Linked DNA regions of Zea mays: region 1 is linked to region 2. The links are chromatin contacts, called in public Hi-C maps. All regions are on one chromosome and are shown on one strand. Each heading gives the region's core, a stretch centred on a gene start, on an enhancer-like site or on the middle of the called end of the contact. The rest is flanking DNA. Distances are from core to core; before and after follow the strand shown.

Evidence for each region. Hi-C and Micro-C count contacts between places; a contact is called where the count stands out from the background.
Region 1: a contact with region 2 is called in a Hi-C map of ear, with 2.4 times the contacts expected there. The contact joins the promoter of LOC103650604 here to the enhancer-like site in region 2. A contact is called at or near these places in 5 of 25 Hi-C or Micro-C datasets (ear, leaf, tassel and 1 more) and 1 of 3 datasets of contacts at active chromatin or transcription factors (leaf).

The regions. Positions count from the first base shown.
Region 1 is chr3:137,479,532-137,482,780 of Zm-B73-REFERENCE-NAM-5.0, forward strand. It overlaps LOC103650604 (transcription initiation factor TFIID subunit 8), which reads right to left and starts at 1,855. Exons shown (of 2, transcript XM_008676175.4): 1 at 181-1,855. The coding sequence starts at 1,379. The coding sequence ends at 267.
Region 2 is chr3:137,313,262-137,316,542 of Zm-B73-REFERENCE-NAM-5.0, forward strand. No RefSeq gene overlaps it. Among protein-coding and RNA genes, the nearest start is that of LOC103650603, 39 kb to the right of the region's middle. Within about 2 kb of position 2,025, at least 7 of the 20 cell types and tissues checked have an H3K27ac peak or open chromatin away from gene starts, as enhancers often do. A contact at or near this core is called in ear, where this site is marked.

The DNA of each region.
Region 1 (3,249 bases), core at 605-3,104, 170 kb after region 2:
TATCATTGTCCTAAATAAGCAATAAACAAATATACACTAAGACATTGCCCAGCTAAATTTGGCAAATTGTTCCACCATTTTGATGCACACAGGATTTTCAACTACATGGGTTTCATCCGCATGGGCCTCTAGAGCATTTGACAGCATAGACCAATGAGTTACCACAAGATAAATGTTTACCTCAAGATTCTAGAAACTGAAGTTCCATGATCACAACAACACGATGCGACTCCACTATTAGTACCAGACTTCCTCCATAAACAACTTTAGAGCTGAGGAAGTTCTTGTGGGTTCTCCATTGATGCCCTTAATATCATGCCCGCTCTCCGCTTCTTATCATCCTTTGTTTCCTCTTTCAAGAAGAAAAGATCATCCCTCAGATCCAGGGCTCTTGAATTCTGAGCTGCTGCTAATGACTTATTACTAAATCCAATCTTAAGATGAACTGGAGCCCTCTCTTTTGGAACAATGTTCCTTTGATTTTGATCCAACCCAGCACTAGCATCAATCTCCCTGATGGTTCTAGCTTGAATAGCTGGTGCAAATGCCTCAAGGACAGAGAATTTCTTCTTTTCCGGAGGCATATCAACCTCTGATACATCCTTCTGTCCAGGTAACAATGCTGGCTCAAGAAATGGATTTCTCTTCGTCCCAGCTGCCTGTATCTCCTTCCCCTTCAGCGCATTATCATGTGCCACAGCTGGACGAAACCTATCCGCACCAGCCATAGCCAGCCTTCGCTGCAGGCTGAGCAGGGACTTCTCAGCTTTCCTTCGTTGCCGCACCTGCTCCACTTTGTCAACCCTGTCCTTGGTCGCCGGCGGCTCAACCCACACCTCCGTCGTCACATAGGTGTGCGGATCTGGGAAAGCAGGCAGCCACTCCGGCACGTGCTTCATCCCAGTCTCCCTCCCAGTCACAGTGAAGCTGGCAGAAGGCTGCGGCTCCACGCGCTGGATGGGGAACCTAGGCAGCGGCCGCGCGAACGGCACCTCGTCCTTGGAATGGACAAACGCCATGAGGTCCTTGACGACGCCAGAGCCGACGAGGCAGTGGCCCGTGGTTGCCGCGCCAGCGAAACCATACGTGTCGGCGCCGACCTCCTCGAGCGCCTGGATGACGTCTAGCTCATTAGCGTGCGCGCGGCCGGCGAGGTTGGCGTGGAAGGCGGCAGACCGGCCCAGGTGGGTGATATAGCGCAGGACGGTGTCGACGACCGCGTCCACCGCGGAGCGGTGCGCGCAATCGAACCCCGCGGCCTGCAGTGCCTGCGCCACCGCGGCCCGCGCCACCGCCCGCCCGAACTCGTCCCGGCTGCTGCCGCCGCCTCCGTTCATATCTCCGCTGCTTCTCCTCTCCCCCGCTTTCCAGCCACCCATGCCACCGAGGCGCCGAGCAGCTCGCCGGCGCGGGTTTCAGATACGGACGGCGCTAGGATTCAGATCCCTCCGACCACGCCACCGCCCAGCACGAATCGATTACTCAGGCTCAGCGACGCAGCGAATCGAGCTCCGCCAAGCAAACTCATAAGAAGAGATCTTGATTTGAGTTCGCGTGCCTCGATGAATTTAGCACCAATTAGCAAGTCATCTAGGAGTAAATTTTGATTTCATGAGATTTCTGCCAATTATTACCAGTTTTAATATTGGACTTCCTCCGTTTACCACTTCAAAGATTGGATCCACTATCTTTCTAAGGCAGAAATTTAGAATTTTACCCATTATAAGAAGTTGGCTTTGTACTTCACCATTATTAACCATTAGCGGGTAATAATGTTACGATTCTAGAGAGGGGAGAGGGTCGACGACGACGACAGCGTAAGAGGAGGGATTGGCGGCAATGGAGGCATGAGTAAGGTTAGGGGGCGGCGTAGACGCGCGGAGGGAGAGGCTAGGACCATAGGGTCAAGGGGATAGAATGATGTATGATAAATGATCTAAATAATATTGTTTGTTAGATTTAAGTAAGATAGAGAGTTACCCGGCGATTTGAATCATTGGTTTTGATGGTGTGTTAAGTATGGATGCAATTTGTTTGGTGGATTCAGTAGATGTTATAGGTGTACATGTGATTTAGTTAAATGGGTTTTTGTAAAGTTTAAACTAGTGAATTATATAGTGGTATAGATTTTGATGGATTTCATCTGAATGTCATTATGAAACATGTCACACATGCTATAATGCTATTTCGTCATTTAATAAAACGAAAAAAATGATTGAATACAATTTTGTACCCTATTTTTCCTCATGTGTCTGAGGCCGCTGATAGGGGGGCTTAACGTTGACCGTTGGAGCTCGACGTTCTACTTGACGACACTAAAATATCTCCACAAGCGACATCGTGTAGTTGCACTACACGTCGCCAGTGGCTTTCTCGAGGAGGATCAAGAAGCAGAGCAACACCCTTGACTCCATGGTATGTTTCACGTCTCGCAACTTCAGAAGTGTCTTCGTGTGCCAACCGAAGTCGTAGAAGTGGATGCTCTTGACCTTCAACCAAGCCTTGTCTATGTGGAACAACATTTGTGTGTTCTTGAGAAGGCCGAGAACAATGTCAAGGGAAAGAAAGTAAAGCTTGTGAAGATTCCGTGGGAGAACCATACCGAGGAAGAAGCGACATGGGATCCTAAGGATGTGATGCACGAGCAATATCTGGAAATCTTTTCACTTGAGTAAGTTATCTTTCCAACTATTCCAACCCCCACTGGCTATTTGAAGTTCCTTGTCTACTCTTGTGTATATGTGTATACAAAATTTATTGCAAGATTTGAGATAGCTTTTCCCTTCCCACCTTTCTTGTTGGAAGTTTCAAGGAATATTCATGGTGTCAAGGTGAATATGTCCTTCTCTAGTCCAATAAGTTTTAACAATTAACATGATCAAATGCATATAAAATATGTATGATACAAATCAATCCAAGTTCCGTAAATCTAAGACATTTAGCTCACTACGTAGCTCACAAAACCTCCTATCATCTAAGGGCTTGGTGAAGATATCGACTAGCTGGTGATCGGTGCTAACATGGCTTATATTGATATCTCCCCTTTGCTGGTGGTATCTTACGAAGTGATGCCGGATGTCTATGTGCTTTTGTGCAGCTGTGTTCAACAGAATTATCCGCCAAACGGATTGCACTCTCATTATCACATAGGAGTGGGACTTTGCTCAGATTGTAGCCAAAGTCTTTTAGAGTTTGTCTCATCCAAAGTAATTGCACGCAACATTGTCCTGCGGCAATGTACTCAGCCTC
Region 2 (3,281 bases), core at 775-3,274:
AGTTCTGGCATAAATTTGGCACAATAAATACAATTATATCACAGCACCATACCTTGACTTGGTTTTGTCCTTCTCGTGTCATAGATTCTGCACTTCTGCAGAATACCATGATTTGCCACATTTTCAAGTACATTGCATTGTGTCTTCAGTCATTACGAAATGAAGCCATCCTTGATCAGCTGCTCTAAAAGGTTTACATTTCAAGTCACAGCCTTCAGCGTCTCTGATTCCTACTTGATAAAAATGACTGATACAAATTTCTTCATGGTTTTACAGCCTGACACTGCATATGGAGGCATCCAGCATAATGATCTCGTCTCCTTTATAGCAAAAGACCAAACTTAAGTCAGTTGTAGATACAGATGCTCAAGGATGCTGTAAATCTCATCGGAATTAGGGTGGCTGGACTCTCCCATCAAGAACTCATGAACAACATTTTCCACTTCAAGCCAACTGCACCCTGCTGTTTTCTCAATACCCTTTCCTCTCATTGATTGCCACACAGTCTCAACAAATTCCCATTGCTGACCACGAGCCAACGTGTTGGCAAGGAGTACATAAGTTCCAGGATTCCTGGGTTCAATAGCAATGAGCTCTCTCGCTGCAACCTTACCGACTTCAACATTGCAATGCTTCCTGCATGCATTGATCAAGGCTCCCCAGACACCTGCATGTGGTTCCATTGGCATTGCCCGTGCTAATTCGTATGCTTCCTTAATGAGTCCAGCTCGGCCATAGAGATCCACCATGCATGCATAGTGATCTGGGGATTGCTCAATTGCATAATTTGTTTTCATAGATTCAAAGTAGAACTTCCCATCATGAACTAGTCCAGCATGAGCACAAGCTGACAAAACGCCAAGCAAAGTGACCGCATCTGGCTGCAATCGTTCCTTAGACATCTCATCGAAGACCTGAAGTGCATCTCTGCCATGTCCATGGCGTGCAAGAGCACAGATCATCACATTGTAAGACACTGTGTCCTTTAAATGTGTCTCAACAAACAACAAATGAGCTTGGCTGATACTACCACACTTAGCATACATGTCAATCAATGAATTCAGCACATGGAAGTTCATTTCGACACAGCCTTTCCTCAAAATCCCATGCACCTGTCTTGCAACTGACAAAGAACCAAGCTGTGCACAGGCAGACATCAGCACAGCCATCGTCGCGGGATCAGGTTGGAATCTGGCGAGGCGCATACGATTGAACACAGCAACTGCATCAGCCCATGACCTCTCCTGCGAGTATGCAGCAATCGCCATGTTCCAGCTGTTCACATTCCTGTCTGGCATCTCTTCAAACAATTCCCTTGCCACACCTGCACCCCCCTGCCGCAAGTACCCCATCATCAGCGTGTTCCAAGAGATTAGGTCCCTTTCCACCATCCTATCAAACACAACCCGCCCAGACTCCACATCCCCTGCCCTGACGTAGCACGCCACCATGGTATTCCCCAGGACCACACTTGTGGCAGACATTTCGTCGAACACCCTCCTCGCATCCGCTACCCGGCCATGGTTGCCGTACATGTCAACCAACGCGGCTCTCACGTGCTCAGCGCGTCCGAGTCCAGCATTCACCAAGAACCCGTGCACCTGGATCCCCACTCGAACGGCCCGCAGTGCCGAGCAGCACCTGACCACGGAGCTCGCCGTGAAGGCGTTCGGGCGAGGGACACCATGCCGGAGCATGAGCCGGAACAGCGTGAGCGCCCCTTCGGCTACCGACGGAGAGGACGAGGCGTGTCTGGCGTAAGCAGCGATGGTGGCGGTCCAGAGGTAGACGTTCTCACAGGCGGTGGGGACGGCGTTGTCGAAGACTGCGCGGGCGTGGCCCGGAGAATGGGACGAGGCTATGAGGGAGACGGCGGCGCGAGCGGGGAGAGGGAGACCCCGGACGAGGAGCTGCACTTGGAGCTGCCTCGCCGCTGCGGGGGTCATTGCGCGACGGGCAAGGCCAGCCAGGAGCGCGGGGAGAGAGCCGGCGTCCAGACGGGCGCTAGGTGGCAGAGCCACCGCGCTGCTACCATGGTACATTGGTGTTCCTTGTTAGTACCTGTTTGTCAGTTAGGACTTAGCTGCTCCTTTTTTCAGTTAGTCGGTTTTCTTTTGATTGTTCAGTCTGAATAAGCTGGCCCGTCAGTAGTGTTTGCAGTCTCAGGAGAGTGTTTGTAGGACGTGTGATGACACGATCAAGAAATACGGCATGAAGTGCATATAAGAGTCGAGTCTGTTTTAATTTGATATATAAGTTTTACACAGCACCAAAACCACCTGTCTCTAGGTCTTCACCAAAACCACGTGTCTCTAGTTCTTCAGTTGATCGGAGAGTTTGTGTGTGTGAGCGTCGGCAGCTTAACTCATCGGTATTTGCAACATTTGGTATCAGAGCCGAGGAAGAAGATCAGGAGGATGTCTATACGTCGGAGCGCTTGATGACACCGCAATTCTGGTGAGGACGATCGTCGCCGCGACGTCCGTGGACTCGCGAGGTCGTCATCGAGCTTGTCGTGGTGCCTGGATCGACCACTTACCCGGTTCTCACAAAGATGAACTACAACGATTGGGTTTTGCTGATGAAGGTGAAGATGCAAGCACACAGACTATGGGAGGCTGTGGAGATCGACGACATCGACATACGCGACGATCGGATGGCGCTCGATGTCATATGCAGCGCCACGCCACCGGAGATGGTCTCCATGATGGTCGTCAAACCGACGACAAAGGAGGCCTGGGAAGCCCTGAAGTCGCTGTGAATCGACGATGAATGAGTGCGGAAGTCGGCGGCACAGAGGCTACGCCTCAAGTACGAGATGTTGTCGTTCTGGGGCAGCGAGTCGGTGGAGGCGTTCGCACTTTGGCTCACCGACGTTGTCGCGCAGCTCGCCATGCTGGGTGGCCCAGAGTCTCTAGAGAAGGTGGTGGAGAAGTATCTTCGGATCGCTCGTCCAAGGTACAAGCAACTAGTAGTTTCCATCGAGACTCTACTAGATGTGTCGACCCTCACAGTGGAGGACATCACCGGTTGGCTGAAAGCGGACGAGGATGCTGATGATGCACCACCACCGTTGACGAGGGGTAAGCTGTACCTAACGGAGGAGCAGCAGGAAGCCCGGTGGAAGGAGAAATACCGAAATGACGCCGGCGCGTCGAAGTCCGGCAACCACAGGCGACGTCCGCGTCGGGGCACGACCCAATACCGGCAAGCAAACCGGTGCTGGGAAAGGCCACGCCGTCGGTCGTGACCAGTGCCGGAGCTGTGGCAAAACTAGCCAC